Linked DNA regions of Mus musculus: all the other regions are linked to region 7. A link is a contact called in public Hi-C, HiChIP or PLAC-seq and promoter capture Hi-C data. All regions are on one chromosome and are shown on one strand. Each heading gives the region's core, a stretch centred on a gene start, on an enhancer-like site or on the middle of the called end of the contact. The rest is flanking DNA. Distances are from core to core; before and after follow the strand shown. Region 1 has its middle 4.4 kb from the start of Gm41046. Region 2 has its middle 37 kb from the start of Gm36703. Region 3 has its middle 21 kb from the start of Gm46397. Region 4 has its middle 7.8 kb from the start of Gm41040. Region 5 holds the start of Ccnb1 (cyclin B1). Region 6 holds the start of Cd180 (CD180 antigen). Region 7 overlaps Pik3r1 (phosphoinositide-3-kinase regulatory subunit 1).

What was found. Promoter capture Hi-C pulls out the DNA fragments that hold promoters and counts their contacts. HiChIP or PLAC-seq counts read pairs in DNA pulled down with a chosen protein or histone mark. A called contact is a pair of places that touch in the nucleus more often than the background predicts.
Region 1: a contact with region 7 is called in a Hi-C map of bone marrow-derived macrophages, with 14 read pairs. The contact joins two enhancer-like sites. A contact is called at or near these places in 3 of 15 datasets of contacts at CTCF or cohesin (large pre-B cells, pro-B cells and stem cell-derived epiblast-like cells), 45 of 484 Hi-C or Micro-C datasets (the AML12 cell line, B cells, CD4 T cells and 28 more) and 22 of 115 datasets of contacts at active chromatin or transcription factors (DN3 thymocytes, the HPC-7 cell line, the NIH/3T3 cell line and 13 more).
Region 2: a contact with region 7 is called in a Hi-C map of the HPC-7 cell line, with 2.6 times the contacts expected there. The contact joins two enhancer-like sites. A contact is called at or near these places in 2 of 15 datasets of contacts at CTCF or cohesin (large pre-B cells and pro-B cells), 6 of 484 Hi-C or Micro-C datasets (the HPC-7 cell line, granulosa cells, liver and 3 more) and 4 of 115 datasets of contacts at active chromatin or transcription factors (acute myeloid leukemia, bone marrow-derived macrophages, cardiomyocytes and 1 more).
Region 3: a contact with region 7 is called in a CTCF HiChIP or PLAC-seq map of the NIH/3T3 cell line, with 5 read pairs. The contact joins two enhancer-like sites. A contact is called at or near these places in 1 of 15 datasets of contacts at CTCF or cohesin (the NIH/3T3 cell line), 1 of 115 datasets of contacts at active chromatin or transcription factors (large pre-B cells) and 1 of 9 other capture datasets (adipose tissue).
Region 4: an H3K27ac HiChIP or PLAC-seq map of oligodendrocyte precursor cells shows a contact between it and region 7, with 11 times the contacts expected there. The contact joins two enhancer-like sites. A contact is called at or near these places in 9 of 484 Hi-C or Micro-C datasets (B cells, the G1E-ER4 cell line, arterial endothelial cells and 6 more), 8 of 115 datasets of contacts at active chromatin or transcription factors (acute myeloid leukemia, embryonic basal ganglia, embryonic forebrain and 5 more) and 1 of 9 other capture datasets (embryonic stem cells).
Region 5: a promoter capture Hi-C map of hematopoietic stem and progenitor cells shows a contact between it and region 7, with 3 times the contacts expected there. The contact joins the promoter of Ccnb1 here to the enhancer-like site in region 7. A contact is called at or near these places in 7 of 39 promoter capture datasets (the 3T3-L1 cell line, cranial neural crest, hematopoietic stem and progenitor cells and 4 more), 1 of 484 Hi-C or Micro-C datasets (B cells) and 3 of 115 datasets of contacts at active chromatin or transcription factors (embryonic stem cells, microglia and pro-B cells).
Region 6: a contact with region 7 is called in a promoter capture Hi-C map of pre-B cells, with 8 times the contacts expected there. The contact joins the promoter of Cd180 here to the enhancer-like site in region 7. A contact is called at or near these places in 15 of 39 promoter capture datasets (the C10 cell line, the HPC-7 cell line, HPC-7-derived erythroid cells and 10 more), 2 of 484 Hi-C or Micro-C datasets (B cells and bone marrow-derived macrophages), 6 of 115 datasets of contacts at active chromatin or transcription factors (the 230-238 cell line, bone marrow-derived dendritic cells, bone marrow-derived macrophages and 3 more) and 1 of 9 other capture datasets (liver).

Annotation. Positions count from the first base shown.
Region 1 is chr13:102,669,467-102,672,166 of GRCm38.p6, forward strand. No RefSeq gene overlaps it. Among named protein-coding and RNA genes, the nearest start is that of Gm41046, 4.4 kb to the left of the region's middle. Within about 2 kb of position 1,330, at least 33 of the 459 cell types and tissues checked have an H3K27ac peak or open chromatin away from gene starts, as enhancers often do. A contact at or near this core is called in bone marrow-derived macrophages, hematopoietic stem and progenitor cells and pre-B cells, where this site is marked.
Region 2 is chr13:102,310,893-102,313,592 of GRCm38.p6, forward strand. No RefSeq gene overlaps it. Among named protein-coding and RNA genes, the nearest start is that of Gm36703, 37 kb to the right of the region's middle. Within about 2 kb of position 1,344, at least 5 of the 459 cell types and tissues checked have an H3K27ac peak or open chromatin away from gene starts, as enhancers often do. A contact at or near this core is called in the HPC-7 cell line and pro-B cells, where this site is marked.
Region 3 is chr13:102,371,243-102,373,942 of GRCm38.p6, forward strand. No RefSeq gene overlaps it. Among named protein-coding and RNA genes, the nearest start is that of Gm46397, 21 kb to the left of the region's middle. Within about 2 kb of position 1,364, at least 33 of the 459 cell types and tissues checked have an H3K27ac peak or open chromatin away from gene starts, as enhancers often do. A contact at or near this core is called in the NIH/3T3 cell line, where this site is marked.
Region 4 is chr13:100,870,349-100,873,048 of GRCm38.p6, forward strand. No RefSeq gene overlaps it. Among named protein-coding and RNA genes, the nearest start is that of Gm41040, 7.8 kb to the left of the region's middle. Within about 2 kb of position 1,278, at least 40 of the 459 cell types and tissues checked have an H3K27ac peak or open chromatin away from gene starts, as enhancers often do. A contact at or near this core is called in oligodendrocyte precursor cells, where this site is marked.
Region 5 is chr13:100,785,075-100,787,774 of GRCm38.p6, forward strand. Ccnb1 (cyclin B1) reads right to left here and starts at 1,412. Exons shown (of 9, transcript NM_172301.3): 1 at 1,308-1,412; 2 at 659-829; 3 at 383-544. The coding sequence starts at 1,328.
Region 6 is chr13:102,692,245-102,694,944 of GRCm38.p6, forward strand. It overlaps Cd180 (CD180 antigen), which reads left to right and starts at 1,314. Exons shown (of 3, transcript NM_008533.2): 1 at 1,314-1,545. The coding sequence starts at 1,456.
Region 7 is chr13:101,718,561-101,721,260 of GRCm38.p6, forward strand. The region is part of intron 2 of Pik3r1 (phosphoinositide-3-kinase regulatory subunit 1); the gene reads right to left. Among named protein-coding and RNA genes, the nearest start is that of Pik3r1, 48 kb to the right of the region's middle. Within about 2 kb of position 1,426, at least 126 of the 459 cell types and tissues checked have an H3K27ac peak or open chromatin away from gene starts, as enhancers often do. A contact at or near this core is called in the 230-238 cell line, the HPC-7 cell line, the NIH/3T3 cell line and 6 more, where this site is marked.

The DNA of each region.
Region 1 (2,700 bases), core at 80-2,579, 950 kb after region 7:
TCAAGAGGGGGCCACAAGCAGTTTGTTGGTGCAGACCATTTTGCCTGGTGCCGTGAGGAACATTCTCTGTCCACACAATGTTCAGTTCCCCAGAGATGCCTTCTCGTTTCTTGGTGTAGAAACATGACAGAGGCCTTCCACTTGCCCAGGCCACCTGACCCACAATGCACCTGTCAGACTCAGCAACCAACACAGCCTCGGGGTAGGATGTGGGGAAGGGCAAAGGTTTTGAAATGTGGAGCTATTTGGGTGTCTGAGGAATTTGACAGAACTTGTGACTGCTCCGTTTGGTAACTTAAATAAACAGGAGTCGTTCCAGAACAAATAGCGGAGTCCATTTAAATTCACCACTCCCCCCTCTCCCTGCCAGAGCTCTTTGTTTTAAATAGGCATCGTTTGAGTGTTCGTGGGTATGTGCACGCACTTCTAACCAAAGGTTGGGAGAGATGCCAAATGGTAGCCCTCCCAATGCTATCAGGGAGGAAACAAGAGATGCCTGACCCTGTGCTGTGCCCCACTGAGAGGCTTCTGTGGGGCAGGGACTAGGTCAAAACAAAGCCAACTACTGCAGACAACTGTTTTTGCCACCGAGTCTCCAAAGCCCTACAGCACCCGATACATGTGACCCACATAACTACACGGACACAGGGCGCAGGGGGCAAGCCTGTACTGCGACAGCTGCCACCCCTTCACGGCTCTGTATTGTCCCTGAGCCTGTTTTGCTCAAAGGTCCTGACAAGGAGAAAACTTGAATCCAGGAGGAATTTGAGTCATTTGGGGTGTGAGTATCTAAAGTACTGATGAAAACAAGAGACAAAAATGGGCCAGGTAGTTGATGGCTGAGACCTGGGGATGTTTTTGGTTCTGCCCTGCCTGACCACTGACTTTATCAAAGTGCTGTGGGACCGTGAATGACTGTCACTCTACTTCCTGAGTGAAAGCCCACCTGAGGCAAGAGATGACACCTCCCTCACACTTAAAGGCACTCTACCTTTACTGTTAATCAGCCCTCAGTCGGGCTACCAAGACCCCCACCAGTGCTGAGCTGCTGATTGCCCTTGACTGCTCCAACGCCAGGTCAAGAAGACTTGACCTTGGGATGTAACCAACCCCTGTGAACTCTGCATGACAACGAAAAGAGATTGACAGAATGACACCAAACACCGTGCGAAGACTAAGACCAGGGCCACCTGCTCGCTTCTATGTGTGGAAAAACTGGGGCTGGCTGCAGACCTGGCCTTGTTCCAAACAAGGATTGGTCTAAGGCCACTGCACACAGATGTAGAAGAGGCCCACAGCTGGGCAAGTGTTTAGGGAAGGGATCAGACACTCCCCAGGGAAGGATGCATGGCAGGGTGACACAGCTGTTGTAAAGGTCTGCGCTGTTCCAGTGGCTTTAGGGAATTAAGACATTAGGACCAGGAGTTCCAGACGAAACGCTTAATTTAGTCTGGTTTCCAGTTGCTTACACCAAGAACCTCAGAGATAGTGGTGAGATCTCTTGTTGTTGGACTCCCTCTCTCCCTCCCTCCCTCTCCCTCTCCCTTCCTCTCTCCCTCCTTCCTCCCTCTTATCTAATACATAAGAAGCCCCATTGCTCCTGATTTCAAGCTGCAAACAGTGTCTGGCCCTTCCCAGCCATCCCCACTGCCCACATCTCCAGGCAGGCCACCATTCTCTTCGACCTCCATTGCTGGGTGCTCCACTGCTCATGAGGCAGACCTTTAAAACCTAAGTCAGGTGGCATCCCTCTTCTCCTTCCTAGAAACCCTTCAGCAACTCTCCCTTCTATCTCAGAGAAGGGGCCACTGAGGCCCTCCATCACCTGAGGTATTTATATTCATCCTGGTGACTGCCCAGTCTCTGCCTTCCCCTGTTCCCCACTTTCCTCATACTCTCCAGTCAGGCCCATCTTCCTCTTGATCAATGCCAACCCTACCTCAGGGTTTTCCTGAAATTCTGCCCTGGATCTGGCTCTCTTTCACAAAGGTCACTACTCACCCACTCAGCTCCTTGAGGCCTTTCCTCAACTGTCCACCTAGGAGACTCCGCCCTCCCCAGAACTGCAAGTGTAGACAATCCCCCTTCCAGGTGCCCTGATTTGTCAGATCACATTCCATGTTCTAATGTCAGAAATGACATGCTATCAGTTAAGAACAGAGGCACCTCTAATAAATGGATCCTTGGGAGAGTTTGCCATGAGCTAGAAAGTAAATAACTTGGCCCATTGTTCCATACACAGTTCATTGCTGAATGAAATATCCTGGTGCACATATAAGAATGTGTATGTAGATATGGTGCAGTTATTGTGCATTTCGTATGCTCATTCTCTCTCTCCTTCTCTCTCTCTCTCTCTCTCTCTCTCTCTCTCTCTCTCTCTCTCTCTTTCTTTTCTCTCTTCTTTCTCTGTCTGTCTCTGTCTCTCTCTCTCTAATAAATTGTAAAACACTATGAGAACATGGAGTCAGGTGGCCATCTGTCCTTCGATACATGTGTCAAATGTATTTATTGAACCCCTCCACACTGTACCAGGCACTGTCCTAGGACCTTGAAGACAAGGGTATTCAACCACTGATGGCCCTGGCTTCCTGCGGCTCTCGGTTCAGCATACAGAGCTGGGTCTTTCACAAACAATACAACTGACATAAGAGAACTGTTAAAATAGTTGGGGAAGGAGATTGTATTTGCAGTTACTGATAA
Region 2 (2,700 bases), core at 94-2,593, 590 kb after region 7:
AAATACAAAGTATGCACTTCTTTGGGGTTATGAATAAGTCATTTTTAACTCCACTATAACAATGCAAAGTACTAAGAGTAATTGTAATCACAAAAATTGTTAATGTTTACAATAGTGTTAAAAGCCAGTTACATCAATAACATAAACTATGAAGTGGGAATAAGACAGTGAAGATTTTGGACATATTGTGATAAAAAATGTTTTATGTAACTGTCGTACCAATTTACAAATAAAAGCTGTAGTAGATACAACAAGGATAGATGAAAATATATGAGCATACCACAATGAAATCAGCAAATGACAAAGGAAGAGATTTAAAAAAAATAGTAGCATATAACTATGAAACAGATAGTGAAACAATTAAGTAAAGAGCCCACCTAGCCAGGGCTCACCTTTCAGTGGTTACTTTCTTTAAATCTGAATGGATTGTTCTTACCTAAGATTAGTTTAGTGAATTTTAAATGATAAAATTATAGAAGACTCACTAGAATTTCAGGACATTAGGAAGCTAAAAGGAAAAGATTCGGATGCTTTCCAAAAGAACAAGAGTGGATACATGAATTCAAAAGAAACAAACAATCCTTAGTCAAGTCACAAGAGTGCAAGCAGAGATGGCATGTATAGTGGGGTGAAAGTATTGATAATAAAGAACCCAATGGGAGGCTGGTGGTGCCGGCTTCTGCCATCCACTAGAGAGTTGTCCAACTCCAGGCTCCAGGGCAGAAGCAGTCAGCTTTACTTAGACACAGAGTGGAAGCCCTGGATCTCCCAGGTATCGTTCCTTGTAAGTCCCACAGTTTAAGGGCTCTCTGTATCTATGGAAGTTCGGGATTCTTCCCACCTGAGTCAGATATTCATTTGTTGATATTCTTGCATTTAAGTTCGTCTTCTATGAGAAATTTTAGGATAATTAAAGGAATATTGTCTAGGCTATAGAGCACCATTCTGCCAAAGGCTTTCTTAGAGAGTAAAAATGTCCTACAGAGTAAAGCTCTTTGCTCTGAAACTTGATTCTAAGGCAACATGAAAATAAAATATCAGCAGAAAAACCTGCTAAGCCATGACCAGGAAACACTGACATGGGAACAAAAGAGCGGTGTGTTAGAAATGAAAGTGAGGGTAGATATGACCATAATTCATTGCATGCATATATGAAATTCTCAAAAACAAGGTAGGGGAGGGGGGAATGGCAGAGCAGAAATACAGAGCCTAGTGGTTTTTGGTTCATTTTCTTAATACAGTTTTGTGCTGCCAAATGAATGATGACTCCTCTAAGCTCCAGATAACATATTAAGTAAATAAGAAGCACACTAGGGTTTTAAGCCGTCAGCCATCAAGTTCCTGTTTCTAGGGGCCAAATGTAAACTATGACCTTAGAGATATCATTTTTATGAGGATAAGTCCCTCAATGTAAGTGCTCCCTCTGCCTCTGCGCTCTAGTATTGGAAGCATTTATCTCCCTGCTGTACTAACGTGCAGCCTTCCTTCAGGCCTCTCTTTCCTGTTTGCCTTAAAATCTGTTTTTAAGTAGAGCATTTTAAACTTCCTTTTTTCATTGCTTTCATGCCTCATCTCTTTACTCAGTTGGCTTATACTGGGTAGAATTATCTCTTTCCTTTATTGCTACCTCAAATTAGGGATCTAGTCATACAATTTTCTATGCCCATCCATCAACTTGTTTTTTAACCTCTGAAATGTTCAGTTTATTCTATTTATTCTAATTCTTCTTATAGACCTCTAAATATTAGCTTTTCTTATCTGAGTTTTCCTATATATGTATACTCCTCTAATTTTTCTAATATAGAATTAAATCTAAACTCCAACATTAACTTTCATGATTACATTCTGATTTTTTCATCACTTCCCACTGTTGACAGGAATTTCACCTTCAAATGTATGTCTCTTGCTGTGGTTCTCAAAAATTGGTTTTATCATCCTGCTACTTTACTCCTTCTAGTTAATCTTTTATTTTTAAATTTATTACACAAATACAATTAATTTCCAATCTATTACTCTAGCTTGACCCTCTCCTAAAATCTAGCACAGTTCAATTGCTTTTAGAAAATCACTGATCAACCTCCTCTAAAGCCAACTGATGCTTATACCCAAGCCTGTTCCCATGCAGTTTTTTTACATGTCTCAGTAGCCCTACCATAATATATGTCATTATCCTTGATGCTTTAAACTCACCCTGTTATTCTTTTTCTCTCCTTTATATAAAATCATTCACAAATTTTACATTTTATGTCTCTTAACATTTCTTATTTCTAGGTAGAATCTCTTAACATGATATCACCTAAGTGATGGCTTCTCCCTTTTTTCATAAATCTTTACCCTGAAGGAGCATTTCTAGTTTTACATTTACAGTTATCTTTCCTGCATCCATGTTAGCACACCAGTCACTTTCACAAGTACCTCAGATAGCTGTCAATCTAAGAACTTGGAACCAGGAAGGGATAATGTAGACTGCATAGCAGAATCCCTTACTCAGCCCAGAAAGGCTATCAGTTCCCAATACTATCCCAAATCCATAATCATCAAGTCAATGCTTGCTCGCTTCTAAAGAGAGAGAAATCACAACTTTGAAATTGTTCTCCTAAGTTAAAACCTTTCAAATTAGGTGTATCCCTGTGTCCTTGGGCAGTCTACTAATCTATATAGAGCAAGAATAAATCCTCTCACATATGACAACCTTCTAAA
Region 3 (2,700 bases), core at 114-2,613, 650 kb after region 7:
TGAATAATATTCCATTGTGTAAATTCACCACATTTTCTTTATTCATTCTTCAGTTGAGGGGCAACTGCATTGTTCCCAGTTTCTGTCTACCACAAATAAATCTGCTAGGAGCATAGTTCATCTTTTGAATATATGCCCAGGAGTGGTATAGCTAGGCCTTGTGGTAGAACTATTCCAAGTTTTCTGAGAATAAATGAGACCTCGTGAAACTGAAAAGTTTCTGTCAGGCAAAGGACAATGTCAATAAGGCAAAATGCAGCCTACAGATTGGGAAAGGATCTTCACCAACCCTACATCTTACAAATGGCTATATCCAAAATTTATAAAGAACTCAAGAAGTTAGATACCAACAACCCAAATAACCCAATTCAAAAATAAGGTAGAGAGCTAAACAGAATTCTCAACAGAGGAATATCAAATGGCCAAGAAAAACTTAAAGAAATGTTGAAGGTCCTTAGTCTTTGGGGAAATGCAAATCAAAATGACTCTGAGATTCCATTTTATACCAGTCAGAATGGCTAAGATCAAAAATTCAAGTGACAGCACATGCTATCGAGGATGTGGAGCAAGGGGAACACTTCCCCACTGCTGGTGAGAGTAAAAACTGGTGCAACTACTTTGGAAATCAATTTGGTGGTTTCTCAGAAAACAAAATTCTTGTTGGAAAGCTGAGCGGAGCCGAGAGCCTGACAATCCCTGCTGGACACCATTGAAACCAAGTCATTTGCCTGTGTGCTGCTTATCAATTGCACCTCCATGGAGCTCAGGAAATCATCTGTCTAAGGATTCTGTTTTCTGGCTCTTTCTGGACATTTGGCGTGCATGTCATAAAACCATGGGAAATCTTTCTATCCACTCTAAGATTCCAAAGAATATGATGTTAACTGTTGCCAAAGGCATGTCCTTAATGTCCTGCTCTCCAGAGGGGAGAAGGCATAGGGAAGTTTCTAGAAATTATCTTAGCAGCAAGTGATGGGTTCCACAGTCTTAAACAGCACAAAGAAAATGGCTCCTCTCCCTTTGTTTCCAACCCTTTTCCTGGCCAACTTCCTCCTTACCTTGGTTAGATTTTATGGCTTAGCTAAATTAAGAAGTTCTTACTCCCCACCCGCCCCCCCCCCCATTTTTTTTTCTTTTTAAACCACAGTGACCCACAGAGGAGCCAAACCCCTTAACTGAAGAACAATTTATAACAGAGCTTCTAGCATTTTAAACAAAATAATTTCAAGGAGTGAGGGAAAAGCCAGGAGGTCAGAAGTTGATTGCTGAGGGTTGCATGCTGGTCTCCACCTCAGCACCAGCCTGCTGTGATTATCACATTATAGGGAGGGTTGGTGCCAAGGCCAGAACAATACTGCCTAGCTTCTATTCATCCCCTGAATAGGCTCAGTAAAGCCTGCATAGACCACAGAACAGTGTGACTCTGCACTCTATGGACATTGGCTCTTCGGAAAGCTTGTGTTTTACCAGTGGGGAAGTTATTGAAATGTAAAATGTTTCTTGCTTCAATGAAGAGAGGCCACGGAGTTTGGATAAGAGATCCTTAGACATATCATATGGTTCAATTGGACAAAATAGACTCTAGCAGGAAAGCTCAAAGTGATTGTAAGTAAAACAAGATCCAACCAGCATAGTACAAAGGGATGAGTCACCAGGGGCATTGTGCACAGATCTGGTTTCTCACATTACAGGCAGGACTGCGGCTCATGAAACCAAATTCCACTCCTGTGTTCCTTGTCAATTACCAGAGCTAAGCTTAAGGTGTCTAGTTCAGCTGTCAATGATCCCAAACTGGCATGTATCCTTTGACCGTGGTACCAACACAACTAGCTGGCAAGGGCTTCAAGAATGAAGCTTCCAGCCTTACATGGTAGATGTTACCAAAGGGAAAGATTCAACCACCAATTGTGAAAACTTTGGAGGTATCTGCTAGAGAGAGAGAGAGAGAGAGAGAGAGAGGGAGGGAGAGAGAGAGAGAGAGAGGGAGAGAGAGAGAGAGAGAGGGAGGGAGGGGAAGGGGGAAGGGGAGCGGGAGGGGGAGAGTGAAACTATGTTGACTCTCTCTGGAAATCTAGAGGTAGTAGAGAAATATTGTGAATCTGGATACCTTGATAGTTGCACTGAAGAGGGTGATGGATCCAATGAAAATAGAGTTATGGTGACTGTGACCTACCTAATGTGCATACTGGAACTCAACTCAGGTCTTCTAGAACAGCAAGTACTCTTAAACATCGAGCTCTCTTTCCAGCCCCATTAACTTATTTACATAGTGAACGTGTTCTATTCTGCCTTATGTGTGTGTGTGTGTGTGTGTTGTGATCCACTGCCATACTCCTTTGAGTGTTTATTCTAAATACCTCAAATGTGATTAGTGTTACAACCGAGACCACTTTAACCAACTTGCCTTTCATTTTCTCTTTCATAATCTTTTCTTTCATCTTTTATTCTTCTGTTCCTTATTCATTTGAATTAAGCACACACTTTTATTATCGATTACATTTCCCTTGCTAGCTTTTTAGCTATATTTTTATATTGTTTTTAATGCTTACTCTGTAAGTGAAAACAACTCAAAACTTGATATCTTTAAAAGTTTGCTCCCTCCCTCTGCCTTTTGTTATCAGTCGTCACATATTCCATTTCTATGTTTTAACCCTGGGATAAATACTCACTTTGCTGCTTGTCTTTTATTTTTAAAAAAAT
Region 4 (2,700 bases), core at 28-2,527, 850 kb before region 7:
TCTTTTTGTGAGATTGGATCTCTCACCCACCTGGAACTCAGCAAGTATACTAGGTTGGCTGGCCAGGGAGCCCCAGGGATCCGCCTATCTCCACCTTAACAGCACAGGGAATACAAGTGTGCATCGCTGCACAAGGCTCTTAAAATGGAGGTTCTGGGGATTGAACTTAGATCCTTGTGTCTCACTGAGCTATCCCCTCAGCTCAATGTATTTTAAAACATTATTTCACCTCTCCAAAGAACCAGGGAGGCAAGAAAGAGGAGAATGTACTGGGCTGGTTTTGTGTCAACTTGACAGACCTGAAGTCATCAGAGAGGAGGGAGCCTCAATTGAGAAAAATGCCTCCATAAGACTGGGCTGTAGACAAGCCTGTCAGACATTTTCTCAATTAGTGATTGACAGGGGAGAGCCCAGCCCATTGTGGTTTGGGCCATTCCTGGATAGGTAGTCTTGGGTTCTATCAGAAAGCAGGCTGAGCAAACCATGGGGAGCAAGCCAGTAAGCAGCATCCCTCCACGGCTCCTGCCTCCAGGTTCCAGTCCTGCTTGAGGTCCTGTCCTGACTTCCTTCAGTGATGGATGTGTGCCGAATGAACCCTTTCCTCCTCAAGTCGCTTTGGTCACTGTGTCTCACCACACAGATGATTACCCTGACTAGGAGAGAGGCAAGGTGAGCAGTGTCACACAAGTGGGCCTGATTCTTCCTGGGGCTTCTCCTCAGTCTTGTTTCCTGGGTTGCTGTTTCTGTTGTGTGTCATTTCTCTGAGTACTTGCCTTCCTTTTCAGAAGGTCCTTTCCTGTGCCTCCGATGCCTGCATTCGATTTTGAAGCTGTTTTTCCATACTTGGATGGAACCCTGTATAATGATCCCTTAGTAATTCTTGCTCTCGTTTCTTATCAAATGATCATAGCACAAAGCTACTTCCTAACTTATCCATATATGCTTGCAATAGAGACTGCTTCAATTTGCATACTACTGGGAGTCAAAGTATGCTTTTAAAGGAGGAAAATGTTTTTATAATGTGAATAAAATCTGGGGGAGGGTTTGCTTTAACCTCGGACCCTCGAAGGTTTTTTTTAAATCAGAACTGGCTTGAGGACATGGGATGTCTCTCCATTATTCACACCACATTTATAAAATAGATTTACAAAACTCTTCCTCTCGGGATTTGGAAATGGATGTGCACTCCCCAGCATTTGTGTTGCCAAGGGAGCACACATCTGCCCTGGAAAACCTTCCTGCAGAGTAATGTCAGCAGAGACAGATGAATGAGCGTACACACGGTTCTGGAATAATGGTGCCGTTTTTGCTAAAGGATGATGTCATCTCTTTGCTGTTGCATCTGCTGTCCTGAGTAGCACAAAATCCACCCGGGCCAAGAGAATGAATTACAAGGACATCACGCTGGCAAGGTGAGATGAAATAAAAAATGGACAGTAAGATTTAATTTGAGAAGAGGAGAGCTTTGAAAAGATCCAGTTTGCAATGTATTTTTCTCAAGTGAGGTCTTGATCTAATTACCATATCATAATTTGCCATCATTTTGGACTAGCAGGAACGATGCAGATCTTACTCCTAATAACAGGATTGCTACTGGTACACTCGTAGGCCAGCAGACTATAATTAGGCACGTTGTAATTGATTTCCGTCTTTAAAGGGCACACTTAAATGCCAACAAATAAAGATGCTTTTTATCAGTTAAACCCACTCACTGTATTTCCACGTGCCTCAGGGTGACCTGGGAAATGCTGTGCTGGGTTTTCTCTGGATACTAAGAAAAGACTGTCATTATCCTGAAAATGGCTTTGTTCTCTCTCTCTCTCTCTCTCTCTCTCTCTCTCTCTCTCTCTCTCTCTCTCTCCCCTCTCTCTCATAGGTCAGGCTGGCTTCTGTATGTAGCCAAGGATGGCTTTGAACTCCTGATCCTCTGTGAACTTGCTCAAATGTTGGGATTGCAGGTGTGTACCAACATGCTCAGCCTTTCTTCTATCTATCTATCAATCTATCTATTTTTGATACAGGGTCTTATTACAAAGCCCAGATTAATCTTGAACTCATGGTCCTGTCTCAGCCTTCCACTGCTGGCTGGGGTTAGAGGCATGTGCCAACCATGACTAGCTTTCCACATTCAATCAAACATGGGTCTCCAACTTTCTTCCCTCTCTCCTTCCCCCTCCCCCTCCCCCTCTCTTCCCTGCAGTACCAGGTGTGGAGGCTAGGGCTCTACGACTGAGATAGAGTCCAACCCGCTCTTTATTTTTTATTTTGAGACAAAGTCTGATTAAATTGCCCAGGCAGGCATTGCACTCACTTTATGGTTCAGGCAGGTCTTGAAGTTGCTATTGTTCTTATTTAGCTGCCCAGGTAGCTGGGATTACAGGCATGTGCCAACAGTCAAGGCTTGCTCCCTGCCTCCCAGTGTCCAGAGACACAATATGTGAATTTCTGCGGAGGCACAGGTAATGGCTGGGAGGAATAAATACTACAGCTAGATTACATCAAAGAATCAAATTTCAAAGCCTGGATTATGAAGTTGTGAGAAGGAGGGAGAAGGCAGACAGAGGAGAAGAGACTATAGAAGTATAATGAGCTGTTGCTTATTACAAAGCAAACCTGCTCTTTGAAGAAAGAGCAAAGGGCTCTTATTGTGTTGCCTGGCTGGGCTTGCTTTTGAGGACTCGTTAGTCCTGAGATAAGACG
Region 5 (2,700 bases), core at 162-2,661, 930 kb before region 7:
CTCATTTCTCTGCCTGAAATCTTTTTAAAAATAGTTTTTGAATATACCATCCCAGCATTGGAGGTGGAAATCTCAAGTTCAAGGACAGCATGAGCTACAGAGACACAGAAAAGAAAATGATTTATGCCCACATCCGTGTCCCAGGCCAGCCAGGAGTACATAGTGAGTGAGACTCTGGTGTCTACATAAAACAAAAAGCCCCACCATATTTATCTGCCACCATTTGACGCAGGGTGCTAATACTCACCCCAGAGTCGTTAATGCATGTAAAATGTTTTTGCTAGCCACTCAATAATAAGTAATATATTTAAATGCTGTCATGTGCATCAACGTGAAATGAAGTCAGAGAGAAGAAACAAACTTTTAAAAAATGCAAGTTTACCAAAATAGGTTCAGGAGAAAGCTTCTCTTCTCTAACATGTTCAAGTTCAGGTTCAGGCTCAGGCTCAGCAAGTTCCACCTCTGGTTCACACACAGGCACCTTCTCTACAGGTTTTGGTAGGGCTTTAACAGTACCTTTTCCAGTACCTAGCGTTTTTGCTTCCTGTGGATGAAAGGGAGAGAACAGAATGTTTTCCCAAGGGTGACAGCTAGAAGATGGGCCTTTTCAGGTTAATTGGGCTAGGGAGATCGGTACCCTTTTCAGGGCGATAGTTACCCTTTTCAGAGGCACTCTTGCCTGTAGCTCTTCGCTGACTTTATTACCAATGTCTCCAAGAGCAGTTCTCGGTCTCAGCCCGGGCTTGGAAGCAGCAGTAACTGTCACAGGCACACGCTTGGCGCCTGCCATACTGACCTTGGCCTTATTTTCTGCGTTAATTTTCGTGTTCTGAAAGAAGTAAAAGAACAACTTGAAAAGGGTCCACGGCAGCAAGCAGGCAGCCCCGAGGAAGTCACGGGTTAATTAAGGCGGGACCTAACTAAGGAAAGCAAGGGTGGTAGGATCTAGCCTCCAGCCGTGACAAGCAAGTTTCCACCCAAATCTTTCACCTTTAATCCAGTTTCCCCTTAAGTCCTAAGCCACCCTAAACATGGTGAATTTACATCGGAAAGGATGCCATAAAAGCCTCCGTCGTAGACAGCTCTCCGGGAAGGCGAAGAATTCACCCTGGGCCTTCACCATTAAGAGCACAGCACCCACTCCCCACAAGTCCTGCAGCCCAGATAGGTCCAGAGGTCTTTTTCACCCTCCATAAGGTGGGTCCTCAGCTCCCCGGCCTCGCCGGAGCCCTCCCGGATCCCCCTCCCGCTCCGGGATCCCGCGGTCTTCTCCCGCCGCGATCACCGCAGCGCCTGGCCCGACTCACCCTAGTGACCCTGAGCGCCATGGCTCCTCCAAAATCAGAGGTTCCCCGATTCGAGAAGACACCCTAACCTCTGGCTATCCACAGCTAAACACTAACAGCCGTTCCTCCGCAGCACGCCGGGAGGAGTCTGCCGGGCTTAGGTTTAAACCCCGGGCCGCTCGCTCCTCATTGGCCAGTTCGTGGCACTCGCTCTCTTCCCATTGGCGCCGCGGGTTCCCGTAGAATGCGTTTCCTGGGCGATCCCGCGATCCCAAGTTCGGCGGGGGTGGGGCGGGGGCGGGGCCAGAGCGAGGCTGCCGCTGGCAGCACCGCCCACCCCTCGCGAGGTCAGGCTCTATGCCTGCGCACAAGTCGCATTGCTGCCACCTGCCTTAGGTAGGCATGGCGTGCAGTGCTCACTTGTGTGCTGTCCAAGCTAGCCCAGGCGACTCCGTTGGACTTTAGGAAAATGACTGTGGGGAGTACGCATATCAGTTTTGCTGTTGTCCTATTTATTGTTTCTCATCCTCTTCTATAGAAGTGCCAATACTATCTTAAGAGTTCCCGAAAGCTTTGTTGCAGAGACGGTCTTTAATATGACTGTTCCAACAGCTATCTGGGATGGATTTTGAGGTTGATAGCATGAAGTTTTAGCACACATACACATAGTAAATGTTTTTTGTTTTGTTTTTGCTTTTTGTTTTTTCGAGACAGGGTTTCTCTGTATAGGCCTGGCTGTCCTGAAACTCACTCTGTATACCAGGCTGGCCTCGAACTCAGAAATCCACCTGCCTCTGCCTCCCAAGTGCTGGGATTAAAGGCGTGTGCCACCACCGCCCAGCTGTAAATGGTTATTATAAGCAAATAGATTAACATACCAAGCTCCCCAATAGCGACTGCCCCAGTGATAAAAGAAAATGTGCCTTATGCTTAATTTTGCTCTAAGTTTAAGATTACTCCAAAAATATAGTTTTGTAAAATCTTATTTAACAAAGATCTCTATTGCAACTCTCTATCTTTCTATGTCAAACTCCTTATTAAGGCTTATTAACTTCAGTGAAATTTTCCACATTAATTTTCAGTAACACTAACGCGGATTTATTTATTGACCAGGATCTCTTGTAGCACAGGTTGTTGGCATTCCTTCTATGCTCCGCCCAACAGTTACCTAGCAACAGCCAGGTAGGCCTGGCTTGCTATAAAAAGGACTGTTTGGCCTCTCCCTCTCTCTCTGACTCTGCCCTCTTTTCTCTCTCTGTCCCTTTTCTCCCTCTCTCCCTTCTCCCTCTCTTCACAGGTTCCTGGCCAGCTTCTTTTCTTCTTTTTCTCCTTCTCCCTCCCCCCATCTTTTCTCCTCTCTCTCTTTCTCTCTCCCACCCCCCCTTCTCGTCCCTTCTCTTTCTCTGTCTCTATT
Region 6 (2,700 bases), core at 64-2,563, 970 kb after region 7:
TTGGAGGTCACTCAGATGGCCAGCAGTGGACCTGAGGCTTAGCCCCTTTGGTTCCTCACTGTGAGGGGTGCCTTCTGTGAGGTAAAGTGCCCTGCCATGCACCTTTATTGGCTTAGATCATGTTTTGCAAATAGCATCTTCAGAGGTATGCTTGTTGGTGAGGATGGCATTTTATGGAACGCCTCGTTACTGAGAACATCCCTAACGAAGCCCAAAGGAGAAGCTTTTCCTGCCCCTGTTCAGCCTCTGCTGAAAGAGAGGAGTGAACATCCCTTGTCCTGTCTACTATTCAAGTCTATTCAATTGTTTTAGAAGGCAACACCAGCTATCCCCCATATATCAACCGGTTCAAGGTCAGAAAAGACCTGTGGTAGCTAAGTTCACTGGGTAAATGCTTGATCTTTTTCTCTCCCTGCCACTCCTTGATCTTCCAAATAATTACTGCCCCTATTGCTTTTTTCTCCCCTCACCCCCTAGAAAGGATTTCCTGTAACCTGGGCTGGCCTCAAACTCCCTCTGACCTTGAGTGACCTATCTTCCTGCCTCTATCTCCGGAATGCTGAATTTCTGGTGGGTATGCCCATGACTGTTTGTTGTATGGGATGCTGGGGATCAAACTTGGAAGTTTAATGCATGCTAAGAAATCACTCTAACAACTGACTTATTCAATGTCAAAGCTATTTCTAAGGCAAAAGGGACCCCAAGCTGATATACTTATTTCTGCTCCAGCTGTCTTGTTTAACTTTGAGCCTTTTGTGAAACCAGACAAGGGGCTTTCACCTGAGCCATTTTAACAGTCCTAAGTCACTAGGGTGAGAGAGAAAGTAATCTGTCCACAGAAAGAACAGCAGTGGTCCAGGAAGCAGATGAGGTTCACTCAGCTAGCAGGACCGTTGGGCCTATCTCCTTCTGCCCCAGTCCCCAGTGTCAAAGCCCTCAGGTTTGCTGCAGGAAAGCACTCTGCCCTGCTCTACCCTTCTCCTAACCACTCACAGGGACAGCTAGAAGAAGTGGTGTCCATTGTGAGTGCAGCAAATTCCTACATCCACAGACTCTCACAAGGATAGAGACTAGAAATTGGCTAAGTGGCCCAAACCCCTTGAAACTGGCTTCAACGCAGTGGGAAGCATCGTAGTGAGATTCTAGAGAGCTGCACAACTCATCCGTGTGTTTGACAGGAAATGCAGTAGGCCATCATGGGGTAGGGCTCTTAGTTATTTTTGGCCAAGATGGTTGGTATGCAAAAAGAACTTCCCCTTTTTTTTTTTTTTTTTTTTTTTTCCTTTTGCATGACAGATCCACAAATGCTGAGCAGCTCCCAGCATTTCGGTTCTAAGATCGACCTTCTGAGCACTTCATTGCCTGCCAAATTGCCAGGGCTATTAGAGTGTGATTAGATTGCTTGGCTCTGAGCATTAGATAATCCTACGCAGCTGGGCTTGCTCTGGACCTGGGATGGCTCCGGACATCAGCTGCTTCTTTTTAGTGGCCCTCTTCTTGGCCAGTTGCCGAGCCACCACATCCTCAGATCAGAAGTGCATTGAGGTGAGTCCAAACTATTTGTCTCTACCCAGCTGCTGACACTTGCTGAAAAACTTGAGATATCGTATACAGATTCATCTGAGCTTTGGCTCGCAGTCTCTACTGTCCTGAAAAGGACAACGGGAGATATCATCAGGGGTTTGGTGCAAAGAGCAGATCCCCTCAATCCTGATGCCTAAAGCTGTTTGTCCACTGTCCTAGGACATGGTCACTCCCCACAGAACCCTTTGGTTTCTTAGCTGTCTTGAGAAGGGCTAGTAAAGACAGGCTCATGCCAAGATTCAGAAAATTTATAAGGATCATTGTGAATACAGATTGATCTTCTCCTCCAATTAGACAAACCCTTCCATCTGTAGGACTAACCAACCAGAGTAAATCTGAGACCCGAGGCAACTCAAACCTTCTGGTTTAAACTGTAACAATATTTATCAATGCATGGGAAACCATGAAGAGAATGGAGAGAGAGAGAATGGCCTCGATCTTTTGCCATCTTAAACCTCCCTACCACTGTCCTTGACCCTGGCCAGTAGCCAGTCCACGTGGGCCTGCTTGACAAATGGCGAAGACAGAAAAGACTGTGAGCCTTGATGGCTCGGTTAGCCGCTTTCCTACTTGGAGACCAAAAGGAGAATGTAGGCCAGGGATAGCTAGAAGTCAAGGGTATAAATTGAACCCAAAGCCAGGACTGGAATAAAGTCTGGAGCAGAAATAAACAGAAGCTTGTTAGCCTTGGATTTGGGTAGACTCGGGATGCTCCCAGACTGAGCAGAAATAGGATACCAGGGAAATCCAAGGCAGGGATGTTATATTAGTTTCTTTGGGTTTCCAGAAGCAGAGCTTCAGAGTGAGGGATTTTACACAGTAGGAATGTATTGTTTGTCGTTTCTGGAGGCTGGAGATCCAGGATGGAGGTAACAGCAAGGTTGTTTTCCTCTGAGGACTTTCCCTTGGCTTATCGTTGGTTGTCCTCTTGTGTCTCTCCCCATGCTTAAGTGTGTCTCATTTTCTCTTATTGGGACATTAGTCATGCTGGCTCAGGACCTACCCAGCATTCCTCATTTTACTGTAATCATATCTTGAAAGGCCTTCTCTCCAGTTATAGTCACTTGAGGCATGGTGTCCTCGGAGTTAGAATCAGTGGCAGGAGTACATGGTTGG
Region 7 (2,700 bases), core at 176-2,675:
AGAAAGCTTTATTCCACAGAATAAAGGCAAATGATCTTGAGATAAAGGTAAACACAGCCTTAATGGTGTGAAGGGTCATGGTTTGAAAGAAGTCAAGCAATATGTCTTTACTACTACTGTTCCGCGCGGGCAATTAATTCTGGTGGGCGAACACATTTTCCTCTATCAAAAGACACCACATTCATCAAATAAATGAACACAAACTTACCCACCTCTTCACTAAAGAAGTGACCTTGGCTTTAAGAACGTTAAATGGGCCCACTGAAGCAAGATGGACTGTCTCAGTACAGTCTCTTACAAGCACCGCCAGTTGGAACTAGTACTAAGCTATGGCAACTCATTTATGTCAGGCTAACTTTTTTTTTCCCTTAACTGCAATACCAGGAAGCACTGTAGATAGAACTGTCGCAAAATATTAAGTATATATTGATTGCATCTGACCTTGTTCCGCCAAAGATTCTCAGAATAAGCTAACAAACAGGGAGATGACATTTGAGGAGTGCTTGTGTCGTAATAATTGCTTAAAGGTCTGGGGGGCGGGGGGGGGAGCGTGAAGTAGGCAACTCAATATAAAGGAGCAACCTGCTGAATGAAAAGTTGTAAAATAAGCCTGCCGCCCATCTGGGTGGCAACCAGTCAGGCTTTTTAATCAACACCTTAGCTCCTACTCCTGCAGACAGGACGCAGCTGAAACTTCCTGGCTGCAAAGTGGGATTGGTGGGAAAATGCTGATTTTCTATAAATGGAAATACCTGGGATGTTGTTAATGAAAAAGAACCAGTGACTCAGCCTGGCAGAGGGGAAGGCACTGCCCTCGCTGTGGGGTGCTCTCTTCTGCCATTAGCATCTCACAGAGGACCCTTTCTGTGTTCCCCTTCCGCCCCGCTTAGCCACTACTTCTTTGTAGGGTTGAACAGGAAGTGATAGCGCCTGCACCATGGGAAGGAGTTTTGTACATTTTGTTCTATCAGATTAGCCCCAGTAACTTTATGAATTATGAGCTGTCAACTCCTTTTTCAACCGCTATAGAATATGCTTCTTAGAAATTGTAGCTATAAATAAAACAACAGATGTTTTCAATTGGCTCCAATAGCGCTTGGGCAACTTCGTTCAAGGGGAGAAGTGAAAAGAAATCATTGTAAGACTGCGTTAGGGCTCCGCCTGCTGGTCGCTTTTGCAACAGCCTTGTAAAGACATGCTCATTGAAGCCACTTAGGAAAACCAGAGAGGGGTTAAAAGCCAGCCGTGGCCTCTCTGTGAGTTTTATGTTTTGTATGACTAGATCCTCTTCTAGGCACAACTGTCACTATATCTAGAAAAGAAAAGGGGGGGAGGGGGATCCAAAAGAGGAGGAACATGCTTGAGCTGTTCCTGGTTTCTCTATGGGCAGTGAGAGTCAGGGAACTTTGAACTAAATATCCAGTATCTCGGGATCCTCGCGGTGCAGCTGAGAGAAATTGTCAAAGATTAATAGGATTAATAAGACCAGCCATATTAAACTGCTTCTAGTTCTTAAACTCTAGGGGGGAGTTGGAAACATAGCTAAATAGGAAAGTATTAAATTTACACCTTTCAGGTGGATTTAGCAGCCAATGGTTGATTGGACTGAGCGTGGGGGGTCCCCTCCCTGATGGAGGAGTTGGAGAAGGGACTGAAGGAGCTGAGGGGGTTTGCCGCCCCGTATAGGGAGCAACAGTGTCAACAGGCCAGTCACCCCGGAGCTCCTGGTGACTGGACCAACTACCAAAGAATACACATGGAGGGACCCATAGCTCTGGCTGCATATGTGGCAGAGGATGGCCTTGTTGGACATCAGTGGGAGGAGCAGCCCTTGGGCCTGAGGGTGTTCAATGCCCCAGTGTAAGGGAAGCCAGGGCGGGAGGTCGAGAGTTGGGGGGGGCGCACCCTCATAGAGACAGGAGAAGGGGGAATGGGATAGGGGGGTTTCCAAAGGGGAGACCTGGAAAGGGGAAAACATTTGAAATGTAACTAAAGAAAATATCCAAAAAGTGTTCTCTGCTGCCATGCTACCGAAACCCTGTCAATCACGTGTTAGGGATGGCTGGCATCAGCAAGCACAGGTTCCTTCAAATGTGTGTGCAAAACATTAGAAAGTGAGAGGGTGGTAGGAGTCACTGACACATCGTCTGGTTACAATGACCTATCCTTCTGAACCTAAGGTGTGGGGCTTAAAGCAGGCTTTGCAAATTAAGTATTCATTTTCACTCTGCTAGAATAAAAAAGACTGAAGAGCTCCGGTGACCTCTGAACATGGACCTCGCAGAAGACAACGGGCCATGTGGCCTTAACGTGAATCTCAAAGCCTGGGGCAGCTACAAATCAGAGATCATGGCTGCAGGAGCCTCTGTGTGTTCAGATCTGGTGGGGAAGGAAGACCGTGGAACTGCGAATAGCATGAAGCCAGTTAGTGAGGGAGGAAAGGGGATAGTGGAAACTATGGTACACATTCAGGCCGCTACACATTGAGGCCACTTCCGGGAGCCGACACAGCAGCCTCCTTGTCTCCTTTGGGATAGACTGGGAGGCTGGTGTGAGTGCTTACCCTCCCCCCCTCCCCCCCCCCCCCCCCCCCCGCAAAGAGGTTAAGGCTCTAGGAGGGCTTCTCTTTCCAGTCCTCACTCTTCCCTACTTCTGAGTCATCTGTCAAAGTAACCTCCTTTGATGGTTTTGGAATTCTGA